Regions from separate parts of the Mus musculus genome. Here all the other regions are linked to region 1. The links are chromatin contacts, called in public promoter capture Hi-C maps. All regions are on one chromosome and are shown on one strand. The core of a region is the stretch at or near the end of the contact, and the rest is flanking DNA. Distances in the headings are between cores, read along the strand shown. Region 1 holds the start of Skp2 (S-phase kinase-associated protein 2). Region 2 holds the start of Drosha (drosha, ribonuclease type III). Region 3 holds the start of Rpl37 (ribosomal protein L37). Region 4 holds the start of Golph3 (golgi phosphoprotein 3).

Region 1 (5,721 bases), core at 439-2,938:
GAGCTGAGAAGAAAGCTGACAATATAAATCTATTACAATAATCCAGGAAGAGATGATGAAAGCTTGAAACAGCTGCCACACAAGAGTGAAAGACACAGTGACTAGCTGGGTAGTGGGGGCAGTGGGGATGAGACCACATTTCAGGGTTCTATGACTGTAGATGCAATGTCACAGTAAGGGAAACACCACACCCCCAAGGGCCTGCTTGCAAGCGGAGCAATCTAAGTCTCTTCTACTTAGTAACATTTACCTTCCTAATGTGCCTACCAATAATCTAAGTCATTACCATACAAAGCTTGCTCAGATACAAAGAAGTATATAGAGACAAAAGGGGACCCTCTAAGATCCCTGCTTCTGTTCCCATATGTCAGTGTACTGAGCTGGACTTTGAGCAGGAAGATTCCTTTCTAAGGAAAAGGGCAGGAAAAAAGCTTCAAGTCAATTGTTGACCACAAGATAAAGACCAACCAAGATTCCTGAAGACTTAATGACTGGAATCCATTTCACTGCCACACTTCCAAACTAGGCAATTTTAGGCACCAAAACTAGGCAATTTTAGGCACCGATCCAAAAAGATTCCCCAAGGAAATAATTCAATCGAATTTAGTTAAAACAAAATAGTTCAACCCATTACAATACAGTTTGGATCTTAGTGTTGTGCATTACCTGGAAAGTTCTCCCGACTAAGCTTCGGCCGACGGATGATCACAAAGTCTTTGTCACTCCCTTTGCCCTTGACTCGTTTCCTTGGAGGGCTCTGGGGGTGGCCGAGGTTTGAGAGCAGTCCATGTGGGATGTTCTCACTGTCCACCTCCTCCTTCTCCAAGGCCGAGACACCCATGCCTGATAGCAGTTCAGAAGTCTTGCTGGAATCCCATCCCCACGTGAAGCTGGTGGTGACGTTGCCACTCTGGTCCGGAATCTCCTGAAGGTGCTTCCTGCAGAAGGGCAGACATTCTCTATTCCTTTTGAAAATACACCCCTAAATAATTCCAAGGTAGGCATGAAAGAAGAGTAAAGAATGGAGTGGAGAAAAGTCCCAGCAAGTGACAGTACTGCATTTTTTAAACGTGCCTACAAGCGAGAGAAATACAAGAATGAAAGAGAAAAATCGGGAACATATATACTTTGAAAGGCTTTGGGATTTATGGTCACGCAGAAGGCCTCAATAATTTCTTCCCGTGGAGGGAAAAAGAGGGACGGCACTGATACCATGACTCAAAGTAGAGGAAGGAAAACTTAATTAGGAAGCCAAATTAAACTCCACATTGATATTCGCACTAAAGCATTCATCCATCCTTTTTCTCTAAGCAAACATTCACATAACCAGATTATTTGAACAAGAAGCAACATTCGCGGCCTAAAAGAATTCAAACGGTTCATTCATGTTTTGTCCGGTTTTTTTGCAATCGGTTTACCTATGCATGGTGTCCACTGATTCAGGAGTTTTGAATGCTTGAATTAATTGAAGCGCTGCCTGCCTTCCAGACTCCTGTTTTAGCGCTCGGCTTAGAGTGATCCCCGGGGCCCCAGCAGTTGGACCCGCGAACTAGCAACGTTCCATCACCACCGCGCGCGCGGAGTTCTGCATCCCGCTCTCCAGCAGCCGCCTTCTGACGCCCCGTTGCCTGCTGGGAATTGTAGTTCCGAGCCTAGCTCGTAGTCCTGCCTGGGTTCTTCCACTCTGATTTCGGACCAACCCTCCAGATACCCACAACTCCCTGCGGCGCCGGGCGGGATTGAAGGAGGAGGAGGAGGAGGAGGAGGACAGGCAGGCGGAAGTGGGTGGAGCTCCGGCTGGCTGGGAAATGTCAGCCGATTGACTGGGAGCAGGTTTTCCTTTTCCCGGAGCTCACGGGCCTTCGGGTGATCACCGCCACGGTCGCCCGGGACTGAAGGATCCGTGACCCCGGCAGGCTGCGGCGGACGCGAAGCTTCTGAGTCCCTTCCAGACGCTGTCTGGCGAGGTCCGACGGTGAGCGTGAGGGGGGCGGGGACGCGTGAGGTGCGTCAGGGTCTGGGGTCCCGGCCCAGTCCCTGGCGGACATAGACTTGGGGGGAGTTCCAGATGGTGAGTGGCCGCCGCCGCCAGGCCCATCTCCGGGGTCTCGATGGCCCGCCAGGTGAGAGGCTGCGGGTGGCACTCCTGCCATTCGCCTTCCTCCACCTGGCAGTGGGCGGCCCTTAGGACTGGGTCTGTGGACGCGATCCTTTCCTCACTTGTAAACTAGGCTCGAGGACGCGGCACACCTCATGGGCTGGCACTGAAGATCAAATCAGCGTGCGAGGGGAAGCCTTTTTCGAGCTAAAGCGCAGCTCCAAGAGGAGCGATGGTTTATTTTTAAGGCGGCAGGAGCCAGCAGTGGTTCCCGCGTGCATCCTCTTGGATCCTTGATGAGTCTCCCAAATACCAAAGGGAAAAAGGGAGGCTCCGCTTGCAAGGAGAGACCACCCTGAAAGCTGTTTAGGTGCCTCTGACTCAATCCACAGCCTGTCCTAGAATCTCTCTGCCTAGAAACTATGCTAATTTAGCCTCTGAAGAGGTCGGGGGCGATTAGATTAGAATGACCATGCAAAATTCAGGTGTGCAAACTGTGCAACAGGGGAGAGGGTAGGGGGATGCATTTCTAGTCCAGTAAAAATGAAGATTTATAGAGTTGAGAAAAAAGCAGGCCACCTTCATCAAAAACATTAGAATATTGGTTTAGTATGTTAGATTGCATACACTTGTGTTTCTTTGTGGAGAGAGCAAGATTCGTTTTATAGTGGAATTAAATCCTTCATGCTCAGTTTTGTCTTTGTTTCTAGCATAATCTTTGCATCAGTTACTTCTTGAGAGGAAGAGATTCATGAACTTTTAGTTCCTGTGAGTGAGATTGGTGTAAAAAAAAAAGACCTTTTTGCAAATTGGTTTTACTTGAAAAGAAAGACTAGGAGAATAAGTATGTAGTCACAGTTTTGTTATGGAAAGTATCTAAAGTGAGACCTTCTGAAATAGTGTATAAAGTTATCTTTTGTTACTTTGAAAAACTCATTTGCCTTCTCTTGAACTTTGTCCTTTCTGTTAGGATGTAACTCGTTCAAGAGTAAATTCTAGTAAATATAAAACAGCCCTGAATTCAGCTAAGAGTTAGCAGAGACCTTAGGATATTTAAATTAGTGGGCACAAGGTTCTCTCTAGGAAAGGAAAGCCTATCAACTTTGAAATTAGGAGCCTCCTGATTTGCCTTGATAATGAAACCGGTGTTCTTTTGCATTTCTTTAATCACAGCTATTTCCATAATATACTGAAAAGGTTTGTATTGATACACACACGATTCTTTTTATTTTTTTTTTCCTTTGGTTTTTCGAGACAGGGTTTCTCTGTGTAGCCCTGGCTGACCTGGAACTCACTCTGTAGACCAAGCTGGCCTCGAACTCAGAAATCCACCTGCCTCTGCCTCCCAAGTGCTGGGATTAAAGGTGTGTGCCACCACTGCCCGTTACGATTCTTTTTGATAGAGGAATTGTGTCCATTGAAGATGTGAGGTTATTAGCTACATAGAAACTCACCATAGAGACTTTAAGAGACTGATCTCTTAAACACTACATTGTGATTGCTGCTAATGTAAAATATTTTATTTCCTGATTAATCTTATTTAATCTTACTTAACACATTGTATTTTATTTTAATAAGTCTTTTAAAACATAGTTTTAGCATTAGAATGAATGTGAGTCCAGGATAACAAAATCATTTTCGATAACTGAAAGTATCATTAGGTTGAATAATGTCTAATGTTCTCTGGAAGCCTCAGCTAGAACACTGACATAAATGGAGAAAGGCAATAGCAGTGCCATTTACACAGCTAAAACCATGTCGTAGTTACAGGCAGTCACTGTCTGTAGGGCCCCGGAGAGTCTAGAAAGGACTGCCCATCACAACTGACATATATGCTGTATGTGTGTCCATCACAACTGACATATATGCTGTATGTGGGTCCATCACAACTGACATATATGCTGTATGTGTGCCCATCACAACTGACATATATGCTGTATGTGTGTCCATCACAACTGACATATATGCTGTATGTGTGTCCATCACAACTGACATATATGCTATATGTGTACAACTGTTGGTCCCATTTTTGAAAATCAAATACAACCAGAGAAATACAATGAAGCCTAAAGGCACCATTGTGACATAGAGAGACTAAGAGATTCCTTTTGCTCCTTCTGTTATTTAGGTTAGAGGAACAAAATGCAAGAGACAGTTTTAGCAAGCATGTTTCCAGTTGCCTGTCAAATTCCATAACTATCTCCTTTTCTTCCTCAGTTTGATTGTTATCTTCATTTTCTTTGATTTAATGATCTGTATTGGCAGATTAGATCAATAACAAAAATATTCTTATTTCTTCTAGCTTACTTTGTAGTTCTTTCATAAAAATTAGAAAAGAAAAACTACTGTAATTTAAATGAAATAATTACCCACAAAGGAAAAAGTTAAATTCCCTATTAAACATGACTTTTTGAGTATTGAGTCTTGAGTAATCTTGAAGACTAGTAGAATATTTTTAAATTATTCTTTATGAAAATGGAACCATAGAAATTATTTAAAACAAATTGTATTTTAAATGGATGTCTGGATTGGAGAGGAGACATGAAATTGAAATCTATTCTCTGTGGTCAGGATACCTTACTTCGTTTTGCACATACTGGTGTGAGAACTTGGGTAAATAACATATCCGCTCTGCCATCTACTCCTTATTAAGCAAAAATTCTAACAATCTTTTCTCATTAGTTTGTAGGAACTAACTAAAAAAACAATGTACAGTGTAATATAATAAACATACATTAAATCTTCAAGTTCCTTTGTAAAAACAATACTTTGTGAGAAAGGAATCTCTAGATGCCAAAGTAATTGGTATTGGAATTCTTACAGTTCCTACAACTGAAATCCTCAAGGGTTTGTTGAGAGTTTAGAGTTCTCCTTACCCACTGACCTGGTTGTCAACTTCAGCTCTCAAGCCTTGCCAAAGATGAATCATCTGCTCCTGCCTCTTGTCACACTTAGGAATCCTAGTCACCTGGTTTGTCAGTTTCAAAACATAGGCTCTTGAGTTATCTAACTTTTATTATGTCACCTAGATGAGTTAAAATACTTATTTACATTAATACTGCAACTGGGGTGTGGCTCAATAGTAGACAGTTTGTATTTAGGCATCTGAAGGCCCTGAATAAAAGAAAAAAATTAATATCAATTCTGGTGAATCTTTAGGTCTTGATGGCCAAATTTCTTATTGATTTCAGAATTTGGGGATTTGACAGATTTTTGTCAGTTTTTTTGTTTGTTTGTATTCTCATCAGTTGCTTCTGTGTCTTGCTCTTTTTCTCATTCTTTTGCTTAAGTTCCTTCTCTCTCCTGTCCTCTCTGTTTTTGAACATTTGAAATTCCTCAAATTCCGAAATTATCTTAACCTTAAATTTTTTTTCACATTGAGCATGTAGAACTTTTAACAGCCACAACATACATAGAAGACAGTACTCCTGAACCATTAATTTTAGCAAGATGGTTATAAAAGGCATTTGAAAATAATAGCAAATAGAAAAAGGTGGCATTGGATTTTAAATATTTAAGGCTTTTGTACCTGATGTTTTAAAGGGTTCACTCTGACTACTTGTACATTAAAGTTTGATCAGTTAAGTCAGTTGGTATTTGATTTTAAGTAAAATCAACTTTAC
Region 2 (5,709 bases), core at 2,973-5,472, 3.7 Mb after region 1:
GCCCAGAAAGTTATGTGTATACTCATAAAGAGTTCCTCTTATCCCAAGAAGTTAGACCTTGACAGCTACTTCTAAAGATGACACCGTAGTAGCCCAGGAGAGAGGGCAGAGACTGTAGTAGCCCAGGATAGAGGATGTTGGTTAAGTACTGCACATAAAAAAAACCTGATACACATACAGCTCAAATCAGAGAGCATAATAATTTAACTTAGACTAAATACCAAAAATCACATCAATAAGTGTAAAACCTAAAAGTCCAGACACGGACTTACTACAGATGAAAGCAAACCCAGTGAATTTTGTTGTTTTTGTTTGTTAGAGACAAAGGATGACTCTGAACTCTAGCTCGTCCTGCCTCCACCTCCAGACGGCTGGGATCATAGATATGGACCACAACTCCCACGTAAGCTTACATTTTTTTCTTTTTTTCTTTAGTGCTGGGACTTGAACACAGGGCTGTAGGCATGTTAGGAAAGCGATCCACTCCTGAGCGACACCTAAGACAGGGTCTCACTCTAGAATTCAGGCTGACTCTTAATTCTGAGCACCCTCAGTCTCTCAAGGCCTGGGGTTATAGGTGTGTGCCACACCCCTGCCTGGCTCACTTCTAAGAGTTAAATTCAACACACTATAGCTGCATCAGGAGCAGAAGGCCACATGAAGGAAATCAACAGAATTAAAACTTGGTTTTTGATGATTCAAGAACTATTTTTTGGACGGGATGGGGCTTAGTAGGAAGTTACTACAGGAATTCAAAGTATAATGAAAAGAATTCAAATCCTTCCATACTCATTGAAAATGAGGAAATTACCTGATGGTTGTGGTAGAAATGTCTTTGCCTACTAAGAAGCAGTGCTTGCCCTCCCTGATTTGCTGGGCCCACGTGGGGTGGAGCCAGATTACTTGAGAAAAATGGCCAGCGTAAACTGCAGGCATAATCCAATTTTCGATACTCAGTTCTCTGAAAAAAAAACAAGAAACAAGAAACATTAAAATATTAATGAGTGTTTTTCCGCAAACATTTTAAGACAGTAAGTTTTAAGTGTGGTCCCTTGGGAGGTTCCCGGGACTATTAGGGTAACGCTGTTTCCATGGAAACATGATTTCTGTTTGCTGCATGAGCATTTGTACTGACTGCACACAAGCATCCTGGTGGGTCGGTAGCCTAAGAGCCAGGCCTCGGGAGGTCTTTTAGTAGTCACTGCATGTTTTATAACTAACTATCACTCTTGTCCAAAGGTAGTTTGACTGAAAAATGTTCTCAGTTTTATTAATTCTTGCTCCTAAGTAGATATTTTAAAATATTATGTGAAGCAAAAAGAGGACCACACCAAAACTGCTATAGACTGTGAAGTACAACAGTTGCTTCAAGAAAAAGCCCCAGCCCCTCTAAAATTAGCACTTGAATCATCAATAACAGAGTTGCGAAATAAGTATCACTTTTTCTTTGAAAGACCAATTAACTGGTTATTTAGACAGCAGAGCGGTGAACTGGTGGATTCTGTATCCTAGTCAAGCTTTAGAAGCTTGTGGAGTTTTGGTGGAGGACATTACTTATCTGAGTTAGTACTGACACTACTATCTTGTTTTCTAATCCCTTCCGTAAGAGCATGAATTTTCATCATAACTTTTTCAATCAAAATGACATAAACAATGGACTGAATGAAATGGATGAGAGTCCAGGTGTCATTTACAAGGGCAAAAATTAAAGAAATCTTAAAAAATTTAAATAATGCCACGCAATAGCTTTATAAATGTACTTTTTTAAAGTAAGAAAACTTGTTTATGTAGACATAATAATTTAATATTTTACAATGAACATTTACAAATTTCATTTTTAATTTAAGGAAAGTAAACACAAACAACACAACTCATTATTTCCAAGGCTTGATTTTTGGAAGTATAAAAGAATGCAGACACTTGAGCACGGTGGCACGTGCATACAGTCCCTGCACTGGGAGGAGGAGCAGGAGTTCAAGGTTGGCCTTGGCTATAACAGGTTGATCCCCAACAACTGGGAGGTGGGGTGGGGGTGGGACTGTAGCCTGGCGGTGGAATCTGTTTCCCAACAGGGCAGCTTTGTTGGGCCTCAGTGGGAGAGTGTCTTAGTCAGGGTTTGTGTTCCTCCACAAAATAAAATGGCCAAAAAAACAAGTCGGGGAGGAAAGGGTTTATTCAGCTTACACCTCCACATTGCTCTTCACCTTCACCAAAGGAAGACAGGACTGGAACTCACGCAGGTTCAGGAAGCAGCAGCTGATGCAGAGGCCATGGAGGGATGTTCTTTACTGGCTTGCTTCCCCTGGCTTGCTCAGCCTGCTCTCTTATCGAACCAAGACTACCAGTCCAGAGATGGCACCACCCACAAGGGGCCTTTCCCCCTTGATCACTAATTGAGAAAATGCCTTACAGCTGGATCTCATGGAGGCATTTCCTCAACTGAAGCTCCTTTCTCTGTGATAACTCTAGCCTGTGTCAAGTTGACACACAAAACCCACCAGTACACTAAGATATTAGTTATCAAGGGTAGGAATGTGTGGGGGTTTGAAAAAGAATGGACCCAAAAACTCACAAGTGGTGGTCACAAGGGAGTGGTCTCTATTAATCCAATCAAGATAATCCTCCACAGGCAAGCCCTGCAACCGACTTCTCAGATAATTCTAGACTCTGCCAAGCATCTTGACAACACTTAACCATAAATAGGCTTCAATGTAGCCCTGGCTCTCCTCAAACTGTAATTCTCCTGCCTCAGCGTTCCAAGGGCTGGGATCACAGGGATCAGCCATCGCACCTGATCCCTATTTGGCTCTTTTAGTGGGTAGAAAAAAAAATGTTCTAAATAAAAATTTAAAAGGCAAGCAAACAAACAAAAAATGCAAATGTGAGTGTAGCAAAATCTCTTGTTTATCATCTGCTATATGTTGTATTTCAAATACATAAAATATGACTAAAAAAAAAGTCACATTACCCAAAGAGTGCTTCCTTATCAAACACAGTGTCTGCTGGCATGTTCACAGGGATAAGGAGGTCTGGGTGGGAGTCCAAATGTAAGAAACTTATATTACTGTCAGGAAGATGCTTCGAACCTATGGCCCGGTATATGAAAGGCAGAACCTGTAATACAGACACACACAGTGAGAACTGCACACTGTCAAGTGCAGACAAAACAAGAAACTGCACCAACCTGAAGTGCATCAAGTGGTCAAACATGGGAACATTAAAAAAAAAAAAAAAAAAAAAAAAAAAGCTTTACCATAGATGGTTTCTGATGATAATCTCCAACCACTCACTCTAGCATTAAACTGTGTTCCAGGTACTCTAAGTTTTAGGGCATTTTCTGTCCCTTTAGGATGGTGAAGTGGGACTAGATGACTTTTTCCTCCTACATGCTATACATCCAAGTTTACCAACAAATTAAAAAGCACAGAGTAACCCAAAGTTGGGTTTGTCTCAGAGATCTTCTTTCTTTCCTCCTTTAACTTTCTCCATCAGTAAATAACCCACTTTTCCTGGGGGAAGGGGTGTATCGCAGAGCTTCACTCTTGATCCCTTTTGTTTTATATCCAGAGACCCTCCAGGGGTCCTATAAACAAATCCAGACTTGCTAGGTCGTCTTCCAGAAGTCTACCCACTTTACGACTGCACTGCCATGTTGTACATTAATAAGCGCTGAAGGCTTTCCTCTTCATATGACACGAGCTACGATTATGGTCCCTCAGGTCCTGGCTAACCCTCTCGTTAAACCGTGGGATGATGACGTTGGTGGTGGTGGGGGACAGGCTGCAGCCAGCGTTAGGTGCTGGTCAAGCCTCTGCAGGCTGCTAGGGTTCGAATCCCTCCTGCCAGGGCTCCGTGGCTTGTGTCGCCCGCTCACCTCCTGGTGATCCTCCACCACCCACACCGGGAGCTTGGTGTAGCGCCTGAGTCGCGCGCGGTCGCCTCCGGTGTCACTCATGTCTCCGCGCGTCTCAGGGAGGCCGCGGGACACGCGGGAGAGGAGCCCGGCTGCCCGAAGCCGCGCGCCCCCAAGGCACGATCGCGGCGGAAACGCGCGCTCACCCGGTTGCGCTTCCGGATTGGAGGACGACACGGTGGAAGGGCGAGTGTGAGACCTGTAGACAATGTCGATTGGTCTATACGTCCGTCACTCTCGCTGATCCGCCAATCACGGTGCAAAAGGTGCTGCGACGCGCTCCGGAGAGTTTTCCCTCCCCAGGTCCGGATTTCTCCGGTTTGCCTTTTAATTCCCGGGGCTTCCTGTTCCGGAGGCGTGGGTGGCGCCTCAGCCGTGGAGGGTGTTATAGTAACCAGGCTGGGCTTTGATGGCGGCGACCCCGGGACTCTCTGTAGGTAGACGGGGGGCGCCTGATGGGTTTTCAGAGAACGAGTATCGACCTAAACGATCCTGGGAGTTGGGTCTGGGTGGCTTCGGGGCAGCTCTGCGGCCAGGGGGAAAAGAGCGACCCGGTACAGATCCCGTAGATAGGAAGCCTTTCATCTATTTGCGAAGCGCGAGCCGTGGTCCAGGCGCGGGGCCGCCCGGCTTGCGGGGGGAGGCGAGTCCCGGAGTCCCGTACTTAACCTCGCAGGCTGGCGGGAGATGCAAACCAGCCAACGTGCTCTTCATCCAGCAGGAGGCCGGGCTGCAGGTTGAACCTGGGGAAAGTGCGGGGTTTTCAGTGACTTAAAGGCACACCTTGCAAGTCTTGTGTGTCGTCGGTCCTGGACGAGTAAACTGTTCAGAATCGCGCCCTCGGTTTCCCTGCTTTCAAAGGGCATCCCAAGAATAGGTATTTCCCACTTGCATTAAATTCATTGATTTGAACTTCGCATCCATAGTACAGTGGTACAGTATCTAGCTTTTATTTTTGGAGGGGAGTGTGTGTTGAAACAGGGTTTCTCTGTGTAGCCCTGGCTGTCCTAGAACTCACCGTGTAGACCAGGCTGGCCTCGAACTCAGAAATCCGCCTGCCTCTGCCTCCCAAGTTCTGGGTTTAAAGGCGTGCGCCACCACTGCCAGGGCCTTTGTCTAGCTTCTCTAACGGAGTGTGCCGTTTTCTCACTGTGGAGAGGTGTTAATTCCCTGACTGTTGTCCACCTCTAGCTTCAGTAGAGTCCTTTTTATTCTCCAGGACTCTCTACATCCTTACTTTATTGTATTTATCACATCGCGTTTTTCTTTTTATAGTGTTCGGGACATCGTATTACTGTTGTTATTATATAAACATTTGTATATGGGTTTTGCGATCCTTGAACTCTGCAGGCTTGTGTGCCTTATAATCTTTGAGCCTACAGAGCTTGGGAAAGCGTCTCACGTGTGCTGGCTCAGTAAGTGATGGAATCGGTGAATGTATACCTCCCAGGTGGTTTTGAAAACGCGTATTTGTGGGGAGCGGTGGAAGGGAATTGTAGTGACTTAGAGGCATGCACAATGAGGGAGAGTCAAACTTGCCTGCGGTTTACTGTGTGCAGAGACTGTGAATCCTGCAGGAATGACTGAATGAACCCTTGATTCACGGACATGCCGGAGGAGTTCAACATGGGCACACACGACTGTCACAGACGGCAGATTCTGGTAAGCTCCGTAAAAGAAGTGAGTCTACACTAAGCAGTAGCAATCTAGGAGTGAGCTTGCGTTCCCAAGGGAAGTCAGTTCTTCACAAGAGGTTAGTGGATCGGTAGGAATTCACTGGCCAAGTAAGGGAGAGC
Region 3 (5,779 bases), core at 2,853-5,352, 4.0 Mb before region 1:
ACCCCATGGCCACAGCGACTCTTACATAAGAAAGCATTTAATTGGGACTTGCGGCTTCTGAAGATTAGTCTATTGTCAGCATGGAGGGGAGCATGGCGGCATGCAGGCTGCTAAAGTAACTGAGAGTTCTAGAGCCAGATCTGTAAGTAGCAAGAGAGACACTAGGGTCTACCTTGGGTTTTTGAAGCCCCAAAGCTCCCAAACCCCCAGTGACATACTTCTTCCATCAAAGGCCACACCTCCCAACCCCTCTTAAGAGGTGTCCCTCCCTGAAGACCAAGCATTCAGATATGATGATGAGGCCCTCTTACTGAGACAACACTGACTCTTGCTATCAAACACAGAGAAGTCGAGCTGGGGCCCAACCAGAAGCTCCACCCCTACTGACTTAGCATCCGTGGCACTGGATGCGCTTTGCACAGGGCAGAGGTGAGAGCAGTCATCACCACCACTCAGCCACACAGCCTGTGAACTACCACAGTAACTTGCTGCAGAGATATACTGGTACAATGGTGGCATAAATATGGGAGGAACCAACTTTCTGATGGGATTTAAGGCCCACTCTGTGAGATGGTACCATATCTGACACTGCTTGGGTGGCCAAGAACCTGAGACTAGACAGGTCACCGGCTTAGGGGGAAAATCCATTGCTTTTATTCTGCTAAAAGGTCACAGGAATATAATGGTCCCTAATGACATATTACTATACCCATAGTTGAGTGCTTGGCTTAACCCTCATCAGAGAAACTTCTTGCTGTAGTTGGGAACTAACACACCCACAGCTGGACAGTATGAAGAGAATGAGAGATTTTTGAGCACACCATCCTAAGTGGGATGTCTTCATCATAACCCTCCCTCCTATCAAGGCTCAGGGACCTCATTGGAAGGGGAGATGAAAAGATTGCAAGTACTAAAAGTGACAGATGACTCCGAGGAAACAGTGTCTTTCAGATACAGTAGGACAGGTGCATGTGTGAACTCACAGAGGCTGGGGCAGCACCTACAAGCCTTGCACAGGTTCAAGCCAGAAGGAATCCTGGCACTGGGAGAGGGAAGTGGACATTGCTGGCAAAGGGAATAATCAGTTTTCTCCAGTAGACTCTCACTGGGTATATCAACACCACTTCAGGGCAGTCTTCGGGCCCAAGGGGACTTTTGATCTTTTCTTTGTTTTTGTTTTTCAAGACAGGGTTTCTCTGTATAGCCCTGGCTGTCCTAGAACTCACTTTGTAGACCAGGCTGGCCTTGAACTCAGAAATCCGACTGCCTCTGCTGGGATTAAAGGCGTGCGCCACCACGCTTTTATTTGTTTGTTTTGATTTTCATTTTTGTGGTTTTGTGGCAGGAGTTGGGGGTTGATAAGGGTTTTGTTTCTTTTTATGTTTGTTTTAAAAGAGAGAAAAAGAACATAAACTTGGATGGGTAGGGAGTTGGGGAGAATACAAGAGAAATCTGGAGGAGAAAAACAGGAAAGGAGGAGGGGGAGGGAGATAAGGGGAGGAGGGGGAGGGAGGGGAGAGGAGGGAGGGAAGAGAGAGAAGGGGAAGGGGGAGAAAAGAGGAAGGGAGGGAGGGGGAGGGAAGGGGAGGAGAAGGGAGAGAAGGGAGGGAAGAATAGGATATACAATTAACCTGGTCTCTATAGCTGCCAAAAAAGAAAAATTATAGAGAGTGTACTGGGCTAAAGAGTCTTCACCTGGGGCTGGAGAGATGGCTCAGTGGTTAAGAGCAGTGGCTGTTTCCAGAGGTCCTGAGTTCAATTCCCAGCAAGCACATGGTGGCTCACAACCATCTATAATGGGACTTGATGCCCTCTTCTGCTGTGTCTGAAGACAGCTACAGTGTACTCATAATACATAATAAATCTTAAAAAAAAAAAATCCTTTATCTGACATTGGGTGTGGTGGCACTCTCCTTTATCCCATGGCTCCAGAAGCCGAGGCAGAAGGACCTCTGTGAGCTCTCCACTAGCCCAGTCTTCATAGCTAGTTCCAGGCCAGCCAAGGAACAAAACAAAAATGGCCCACTCAGTTTCAGAAGCTGCCAAACTCGGTGCCGTACCTTAACACTACCTGCCAGCACCTGGGAGGCTGAGGCAGGAGGATCACTTGGCCTCAAGAGTTTGAGATCAGCCTGGGCAACACAAACCCTGTCTTAAAAATGTAAAGAACAGAAAAGAAAAAATAATGTCCCGCCGCTGTGGACACGCTCCCGCCGCCGCTGCGGACCTACCTAAACCTAGCAGTTGGGTAGAAGCCTGGAAACTTGAAGGGCTTCCTACAAGGCTCTGGAGCATAAATTTCAGGACAAAAACCGATGTGCGGATTTCCTGCACACCACAAAGAACAAACTCACTTTAGAGAGAAAAAATGATTTCACTGTCTGATAACTTCAGCTGTAGGCACGTCTTTGGATAAGGTCAGTGACATCCTGCCTCTGAGGGTGGGCTCCTTGGTGGTTTAACGCCCAGCCTACCCTTTCTTCACTAATGTCATTTTTCATAGTCAATGCTGTAGACACAACTCCATGACCCCATCCCAAAAGAGCTGTTTAGTACTCCAAGCGAGAGCATCCAGTGACGTGATAAATCCTGAGGTGGCAGAGAGCACTAAGGTTTCAGGTTAGTTAACCTTGAGATGGAGAAATTATCTAGGTGGGGTGAATGTAGTAACAAGCGGTCTTAAAAGTAGAAGAACACAGAAAACTGTACTACAACGTAAGGTAGGTTATTACTGGCCTGCAAGGTGAAAGACAGCAATTAAACAGCGACTGAGCAGAGCTACACCTCAGCACTACATTTCAATTTTAGTCAAACCAAGCCTCACTTGTGCTTCCCAGCAGAACTGTGAATGAGGCCGGCAGTGGTGGCGCTCGCCTTTAATCCCAGCACTTGGGAGGCAGAGGCCATACAATTTTAAGTGTGCGATACAATTTTGTTATCTGTAGGTACAGTAATGCAAGAGGACCCTAGAATTTATTTCCCATAACTGAAAGTTTACACCCGTTGACTAAATCTGTGTTGCTTCATGCTACTAAATTTATAGCAATTTGCCACCCAGTCTCCTAAGACTTATTTATAGTCCAGTTCAACCATTTGAATGCTTGTTTGCTTTCTCTCCCGTGTGCCCTATCTCCTCCCTCCTCTGATTTCAGTTTACTACTTCTGAGTGGAAAGGATTATACATTTTTCTTTCTACTCCCCTCCCCTAGAAGAAATTGGTACGATTTGCTAACAAAAAACAAAACAAAACAAAAAGCTTCCTTGGTGTTTGCTTTGTTCTGCTGTCCACTATCTTAAGATTTTTGAATGTGATAGACTAGCGATTCTCACATTTGTTTTAGAAAGTATGTAGATGGTATGACTGAGACTTTTCCCCAATTCATCAATGTTCGTACTATATTCTCCATGTTTCCTACTGGGATTGCGGACAGACAGTTGCATTAGCGCTAATCAAGGATGTCTAGGGTTACTTATTTCAAAATGATCTAGGAAAGTGTTTTATACAGTACAGACTTGCAAACTGTACTCAAGTCTAAAAGGGTCAGATTTCCTGGTGGCGGCGCGCTGGCTGGAAGCTGTTATTTAACAAGTTCCGCGTGTGATTCCTTGAGTGCGATCAAACAACTGGCCTCTGAATGACCACCGCGTGAAATCGAGTCGGCCCGAGTCAGAAGCTAACTAAGCTCCTACCCTCGCCGAGACACTTCGTGACTCCATCCTCTCACCAACTCTCCATACAGGCAAGCGAGCGGCCACATCAAAACGAACCTGGGAAGGCTGGCTTTCCCGGATCGGGATCCCAGTCCCAGCACTGCACAACCGCCAGGGGCGCCGCCACGCACTGGGTGTCTGACTCCCCTCGAGCCCCGGGACCGGAAACCAGACGGACTGCCAACACCGCAGCAGCCCCGACACCGCCAGAAACCCTCTCCAACCAGGAGGCGGGCCGCTGGGGAGGGCGGAGCCACAGCGCCAGGCACGCCCCCTACCGGTGTTGCAGCCCAATCGGCTCCCTGGCTCTCTCGCCCGGGAGACTACACCTCCGCACCCGAGGCCTGATAGGGCTGCACCAAGACCCGCCGGAAGTAGTTTCCTGGGCGGAAGCTTATCCACAGGAAGTGGCGGGGGTGCTTTCTCTTCCGGTCTCTTTGGCCTCGCCGGTAGAAGCAAGATGGTGAGTGTGGTTTCTGGGCTCTGTAAATCTCTCTCCATCCTTCTTCCTCGGGCTGTCCTGCCTGTTGCCCGGCGCGTCGGTGACAAGGTTGCGAGTGAGGGGAGCTGATGGGCGAGGAGACGGCGTGCTGTGGTCCGCAGGAACTGGAAGGATGGCTGCTGTGTGCAGAGCCCGGCCCACGGTCCTAGCGCCGCTGTGGGTCTCTCTGGGCTTTGGAGGAGACGTACGCACTGCAGCCCCGGGTGGGTGATCAGGACAGGCTTGGGGACATCTGTCCCCAGCCGCCGAGAAACCGGCTGCTTGGTGGGCAGTACCGCGACTGAGAGACGGGCAGAATGTTGTCCTTAACGCCTAAAGCCAAGGAGGCTTAGGTCCGCGCAGAGTAAGGCATTATAATGGTCGTGTGGATAGCCGGTAGTGCTTCCTACCTACCCTACCTGTGTGCTAAGATTTAAATCTTTACACCGTTTTGTCCCGTGTGGATCTTGTTTACGTCTCATCCATACTCATTGCTAAGAAAATGCCAGAGTACATTGAGAAGTCAGATTTCAGAGTTGCTTATATGTGGGGTTTTTTTTCCTGCTTTTTCTTTTAATGTGCAGACGAAGGGAACGTCATCCTTTGGTAAGCGTCGCAACAAGACGCACACGCTGTGCCGCCGCTGTGGCTCCAAGGCCTACCACCTTCAGAAGTCGACTTGTGGCAAGTGTGGCTACCCTGCCAAGCGCAAGAGGAAGTGTAAGTACTGTAATCCGCAGGCGGGCTTTTACCTTGACCTGAGGTAGCGATGTAATAGAAAACACATTTGGCACGCAACAACTTTGGAGGTTGGTTTGTTGGCTGAGTGGTTAAAACATAGTAATGACACTACTGAGAAAATGGGCTGACACTGGGTGCTTGGGAAAACCATTTGGAATCCTATTTTTTTTATTAGATAACTGGAGTGCCAAGGCTAAGAGACGAAACACTACCGGGACTGGTCGGATGAGGCACCTAAAGATTGTCTACCGCAGATTCAGGTACAGTTTTGGCTAAATGTCATTGGTCCTCCAGGGTAGGATGAAACTTTGCACTCTTACTGAAGGGTAGGAATGATACTGGGGTTTGGTGTGGGCCTGAGACGCCCACATTTGTCAAGACTATGAGTGGGATCTGGGGGGCAGCTTACTTGGATCTGCCTCCAGACTTTGCTCAAGTCTGCTAAGCTGTTCTGGGTGCCAGTCATAACATAGATGGGTATCTTTTTACTGGAGGCTAGGCCTTGATGTTCCTTAAAAGTACAGAATCCCCAGCCCCCCTCTTAGACTTTCCTGTGGGGTCTGTGCTTTGACAGGTGCTTTTGTGTTTGTCTCTGTTTTAAACTCAGTCCAGTTTTGTGAACTTGATGTGTAGTGGCTTGCTAGTGTTTGATAGGCTAGTGGCATGTTTTGAGCCTGATTAACCTTTATGTGCTTAGAATCACTCATCTTCCTATGTAGTATTGAGTAGAAATGAGTGCTACTTAACATTTAGACTTCTGAGTTGAGCAGCTTCAAGATCCTGTTAAGCTTGGTCAGTGTTTCCTGTTACTAAAGGAAAGGTGCCAGGACCTGTCCTTTATAGCTT
Region 4 (5,658 bases), core at 181-2,680, 3.2 Mb after region 1:
AGCAAGCTGTTGACCCACTGAGCCATTCGCTGGGCCCTCACACTGTTTCTGAGGCAAGGCTTCTTATTGGGACCTAGGCACTTACCCATTTGCTTGCCCATGTGGCGAGGCTCACTGGCAAGGAAGCCTCCAGGAATCTGCCTCTGCCTCCCAGATGCCAGTTTCTAATTTGTCCTCAAGTACTGTGCCCACTGACTACCTCCCCAACGAAGCTTCACATCTTACCCCATTTAAAAAAAAAAAAAAATCTCCGCAGGGACAGGAGCAACTAGCCGAACAGGCAGAGCCTGTACGCACAGCTTTGTGCTTTTTGGATTTAACCTTCTGAGTTAAATAACCATTTAATTTACAAAGGACATTTAAAGTCAGTTGGCAAAGAATGACCAGAAAGGTGAAGGAACAAAAAGGTGACGTGAATGGGAGAAACTGGCTGAGGACACATTTTTTTTTTTTTTTTTTTTTCAGGAAAAAGGGAAGGTAGCTTGGGGCTGTGGGTGGGAGGACCTACTGGGACTTACTGTCCCCGTAGGAGTTGAGACAACGTATTTGGGCGCGGGGAATATTCTGTCTAAACCTGGCTTACTCACTGCGTATGGTTACTGTTTATTTTAAATAATACTGGACAGACCTACGATACCGTTTTTGGATAATGTTTTCTCATAAGACCCGCCCTTCTACTTCTCCAAACCCTTCTCAGGTTTGGCAGTTTTTCCTTTAACTTGATTTGCACAAACTGCCAAAGGGATTGAACCTAGTAATTACATCGAAAATAGATTTAGGGCTACAAAGACGTGGCATGAAACTCAAGAGGTTTACTGTCGCTATAAAAGAATCCTAAGGTCGGCTGTCCTAACAGTACAGTGCGCCCTGACCACTTTACAGCCGCAGTCGGAGGTAGGAAAGTTTTACAAACACAATTCGTCAATTTGTTTAACCTCTCTACGCCAGAGCACAGTACATGAACAGCTTTAAACGCCCGAGTGTAGATGACTCCTTTTGAAACTCGGGAGTTTCACAGGCGAAGAGCCAAGTCCTCCCCGTAGGTAGTGAGGACCCGGGCTATAGTGGCTGATCCCCAGGGATGCTGAGGTCTCAGTGGGGTCCGCCCTAGCCTGGCCTCGGCTTCTGGGATCCAGGAGAGATCTCACTGGTCGCTGGCGCCAGGCCGGACCTTTAGAGTGAACTGAGAGGCGGATGAAAGCCGGGCAGGTCACCGATCGCAAACCTTTCGTCTCCAGACTCAGGGCCACTAGCGAGTCCAGAAGCTCAAGTGTCCGCCGAAGTGGGAGGCGGCTAGCCACGCCCCCCGCTCGCGCCGCTTCCGGCACCCCGGCCCCGCCCCGCGCCGGCGCTGCCACATCCTCCGGTGACGTCAGCGCGCGCCGCCATATTGGGAAGCGCCACCGCCGCCGCCGCCTCCGCTCGGGCTCCTGGGCTGTGTGGGGGGCCACAGCCGCGGGCTGAAGGCTCCCTTGTGTACCCCATCGACGCCCGGCCCGCCGGCTTCGCCCAGCTCCGGCTCCTCATGACCGCCTTCGGCCCCGCAGCCCACGGACATCGCCCCAGCTCCAAGAATTAACACGGAAGCTCCCGGGGCCGGGGCCGTGAGGGAGAGCCGGCCGGTCCCGCGTCCCTGTCGGTCCGGCGCGGCTCTTGTGCGGGAGCCATGACCTCGCTGACCCAGCGGAGCTCGGGCCTGGTGCAGCGGCGCACCGAGGCCTCCCGGAACGCTGCCGACAAGGAGCGGGCGGCGGGAGGCGGCGGCGGCAGCGGCGAGGACGAGGCGCAGAGCCGCCGCGACGAGCAGGACGACGACGACAAGGGCGACTCCAAGGAAACGCGGCTGACCCTGATGGAGGAGGTGCTCCTGCTGGGCCTCAAGGACCGAGAGGTGCGGGCGCCGCGGCCCCGGCCGGGGTGGCAGCCGGGGTGGCAGCGGGACCCGGGTGGCTCCAGGTGGGGCCCGGGTGGGCGCTGGCCGAGGCCTCACCTGTCCCTGCTTCCGGAGCCCCGCGCCCCTGAGCGCCCTCTCGTCCCAAGGAGTGTGGGAGTCAGCCCTCTCCGGCTGCGCTCCGAGTGCTCCCGATCCTCCCGGTACCAAGTGCTCGCTTGGGTTTTCCCGTCCTCTGCTCACAAGCACTCTTAGTTCCGAAGTCTTGGCGATCTTTGCGTTTCTTCTTCTTCGCCGTCTGCCGCAAATAATGGCAACTCCAACCCAAGACTGTTGAGATCTAAAGACTCGGGGCTACCGCGGCTCCCAAGTATTGAGTTTTTGCAGGTTTTAAGACCCGGGAGAGGTTCGCGGATCTACTTGCTGTCGGCCCTCTTTCTTATGTAAAACTTGAGTTGCGGCGCGCGGTTAAGAAATTAGCAAAGTTGTTTTTACTGGGTATTGTTTTAAAAAGTCAATACTAAGTTGATATAAAACCTAGGAAGTTACTTTTTGGATGAACTTGGTTTGAGCGAGCGATGAGTTAGTTTTGCGGTTAGATCTGCTGTCGTCCTTTCCGTTTTGCCATTTTAAGGGAGGGCTTGTGAAGAGCTGGGAGGAATACCAAGTTTGCGCTTTGATGAAAGACTGCAAAGATTTAGGTAGGCTTAAGTTGTGTTCTGACGTTTGGAAAGGTCACCCCAGATATTTAGGAATTTCACACATATAAGTTGAAAAAGTGCAAGTGTCCGTCTTTTAAATGTCTGGATTCTGTAGTTAATGTTTGATTGATTTTATTAATACCCATCCATCTCTAAAGATGATTATTTTTAAGGGCAGACTTGCAGGATTGGATGTTTCATAAATCATGTATGATGAGGTGGCCCGGAAGTTTGTTTCGTTTCAGTGTGGAAACTCTAGACAACACATTTTGAGAGTCAGACAGAAAGGTATTGGATCTTGTTTTTAAATACGTTTTCAGAATTCAGGAAGGAGGACAAGAAACAAACCAGAACAAAACTCAGTTCATCCTATAAAACAGTTTTTTAGTTCCTCAGACTTAGCAGCGGTAGAGAGCTGAGTTTTTCCAGGGACTGTTTGTGGTTCCCGGATATTAGATACTACCCAGGGAAGTGCTTCTTGATGCCTTAATACCATTCAGCTTGAAGACACTTAATGGCCCTCAGGCTGTGAAAGGGGCACAGTACCTGTTTAATTACAGTTATTATGAGGAATGCGGTGGTGTGTGTTTCATTTTTAGTTGTGGAGTGAAAAGCTAGATGTTAGTGTGTGGCAATGCGATTTTAGAGAGCATTCACTTAGGAAGTAATTAGATTTTGAAAGCAGGCTTCTTGTAATACACATTTATCTTTCCTTCCCTCCTTCCCTACTTTGGAACAAAACAGATTATGAGACATTTCTAGGAAGTACAAGAAAAACAAAATGAAGGTTACATTCCTGGGTCAGCATTTTGGTTCTGTATGCTAGAACTCGGTAAAGCTACAACGGAACAAAAAAAATTATTTTTGGTATTGTCACATTGAGAAACAATGGTGGAAAAATACCTTTTACTTTAGAAGCCTTACTCTGAATTTTTAATATAAAGCTGTTACCAGTTATTTTTCTGTGATTGGTTCCCGTGAAGATAATCTGAAGAATTTTTTGAATTTAATGCTACTACAACATTCAACTAGTTTTGTTTTGTTTTGTTTTTTAAACAATGGAAGTTCTTTGATGGCAGGTAACTGAGACCATCTGTTGTGGTTGTTTTGTATAAGTATACTTCATAAGTCATGGCCAAGGTTCAGCCAGGCACTAATTTGTAGCATGTGGGGGTGGGCACTTGTTTTTAAAAAAATGTAGGTACATATTTTTTCTTTCATCAAGTGTGTACACAGTAGTGACTAGTCCTATAAACCTATCACCCAGTCTATTTGGGGGATGGTCCCCTTGTCTTTTTTTTTTTTTTTTTTTTTTAAAAGACAAAGTCTTGGTTTCCTGGCTCTGTTTCCGTAGCCACTTAAGCTTTGTTCAATTTGTTATTAACTTAGGTTCTAGGGATTGGGAATATACAGCTCGGTTGATAGAGTGCTTTGGATGAAGTTCTGAATTTGATTCCTTCCTCTGCACAGACTGGGCTTGGAAGCCCATCATGCCTATACTTCCACTTGGGAGGCAAGCCTATCAGAAGTTCAGGGTCACCTTCACCTACATAGAAAGTCAGAGGCCAGCCTGGGCTACATGAGAAGCCATTGGCTTCAGATTATTTACATGGAGTTTTGTTTAAAGTCTTTGTTAGGTCTCAAACTCAGGAAGTATAGCTGCTAGCCAAGGTGCCTATCAGAGCAGACACTGGCTACCTGTCTCAGCATCGCCTATACCTGTTAAGAGTCCTGACTCTTCTTAGCACTTTCATCCAGCCCTCCTACCCTCAACCTCTGCAGCCCCTGAGCTTCACTCCCTTCCCTCAGCTGCTCTGCTCTCTATAACCCTGCCTTTTGGCTATGTGGTCTCTTGGCCTCTTGCTCTCTTTGTCTCCTGGCTTACTCCAGCCTCTTGGCTCTTGTTTCTTCTCTCCAGCCTCCTATCCCCCTCACATGCCAGGTTCAGAGTGGACCTTTCCAGATGCCTGTTTATCCCCTCTACACTAAACCTTCCTACTTCAAACCTAGGAACAGTCATGTCCTCATTCAGTCCTGACTATAGTTTTGTTTTATTTTATTTATTTTTTTAGGTTCGAGGTAGCTTTTCAGGTTTTTTCTTTTCTTAAAACATCCAAGGGCTGGAGAGATGGCTCAGGAGTTCAGAGCACTGACTGCTCTTCCAGAGGGTTCAATTCCTAGCAACCACATGGTGGCTCACAACCGTCTGTAATGGGATCCGATGTCCTCTTCTGGTGTATCTGGAGTGTATTTATTTGTATACATAAGTAAATCGTAACAAACAAACAAACAAACAAAACACACACACACACACACACACACACACACACACACAACAACAGCAACCGAAAAACAAAAAAGCCCAAGCCTAGGCTCATTCATAGGTTCTGGGTACTTAATCTGGGTGAAGTGTCAGTGAGTGATATTTAGAGGCCACTGCTAGAATGTCAGATAGGTTCACTCATGAATTCCAATTAAGTAATTGGCAAGATTTCTGTGGATGGTTGGGGGCAGAGCAGGACAAATAGTAAATATTTTCTCTTCATTATTTATTTGTGTTTTTTTCCATTGAAGCCTTGAGTAGTTTCAGGATACTTGAGAATGACCATAAATAACCAAAAAGTTATATTAAAATATTTTTTTAAGAAGACTAAACTGAAGGGTCTCACACATATTGTACCACTAACTGTAACAATGACCCCCTTAAATAACTTGAATTATTTTATTGGTGGTAGGTCTAAATACTTAAGGTGAGATCTGATCATCTCATTTACTTGCCTATTTAAAGGTTTATTTATTTTTATTTTCTGTGTATGAATGCTTTGCCCCCATATTTGTATGTATGTACATCTAGTTTGTGTATCCAAGGAGGCCAGAAGAGGGCATTAGGTCCCTGAAACTAGAGTTATAGGTGGTTGGAAGCTTCCATGTGGGTACTTAAAATTGAACCTGGGTCTTCTGGAAGAACAGCCAGTGCTCTTAACCACTGAGCTGTCTCTCCAGCCTCAGTTTGACTACTTTAAATGACCAATTTAATCTAGTGTTTGGTGGCTGGGTAAGATTGTT

The links. Promoter capture Hi-C pulls out the DNA fragments that hold promoters and counts their contacts.
Region 2: a contact with region 1 is called in a promoter capture Hi-C map of liver, with 2.6 times the contacts expected there. The contact joins the promoter of Drosha here to the promoter of Skp2 in region 1. A contact is called at or near these places in 2 of 39 promoter capture datasets (liver and pre-B cells) and 1 of 484 Hi-C or Micro-C datasets (CD4 T cells).
Region 3: a contact with region 1 is called in a promoter capture Hi-C map of pre-B cells, with 2.2 times the contacts expected there. The contact joins the promoter of Rpl37 here to the promoter of Skp2 in region 1. A contact is called at or near these places in 3 of 39 promoter capture datasets (the 3T3-L1 cell line, hippocampal neurons and pre-B cells) and 1 of 484 Hi-C or Micro-C datasets (CD4 T cells).
Region 4: a promoter capture Hi-C map of pre-B cells shows a contact between it and region 1. The contact joins the promoter of Golph3 here to the promoter of Skp2 in region 1. A contact is called at or near these places in 2 of 39 promoter capture datasets (liver and pre-B cells).

The regions. Positions count from the first base shown.
Region 1 is chr15:9,138,766-9,144,486 of GRCm38.p6, forward strand. It overlaps Skp2 (S-phase kinase-associated protein 2), which reads right to left and starts at 1,689. Exons shown (of 10, transcript NM_013787.3): 1 at 1,419-1,689; 2 at 667-938. The coding sequence starts at 1,426. Lmbrd2 (LMBR1 domain containing 2) reads left to right here and starts at 1,805. Exons shown (of 18, transcript NM_177178.3): 1 at 1,805-1,975.
Region 2 is chr15:12,820,593-12,826,301 of GRCm38.p6, forward strand. Drosha (drosha, ribonuclease type III) reads left to right here and starts at 4,223. Exons shown (of 35, transcript NM_026799.3): 1 at 4,223-4,346; 2 at 5,473-5,575. 6030458C11Rik (RIKEN cDNA 6030458C11 gene) reads right to left here and starts at 4,065. Exons shown (of 9, transcript NM_029998.3): 1 at 3,875-4,065; 2 at 2,969-3,114; 3 at 812-961. The coding sequence starts at 3,955.
Region 3 is chr15:5,112,511-5,118,289 of GRCm38.p6, forward strand. It overlaps Rpl37 (ribosomal protein L37), which reads left to right and starts at 4,103. Exons shown (of 4, transcript NM_026069.3): 1 at 4,103-4,174; 2 at 4,777-4,912; 3 at 5,109-5,193. The coding sequence starts at 4,172. It also overlaps a transcript of Card6 not described here.
Region 4 is chr15:12,320,066-12,325,723 of GRCm38.p6, forward strand. Golph3 (golgi phosphoprotein 3) reads left to right here and starts at 1,431. Exons shown (of 4, transcript NM_025673.2): 1 at 1,431-1,891. The coding sequence starts at 1,667. Gm52210 (a long non-coding RNA gene) reads right to left here and starts at 513. Exons shown (of 2, transcript XR_003951630.1): 1 at 1-513.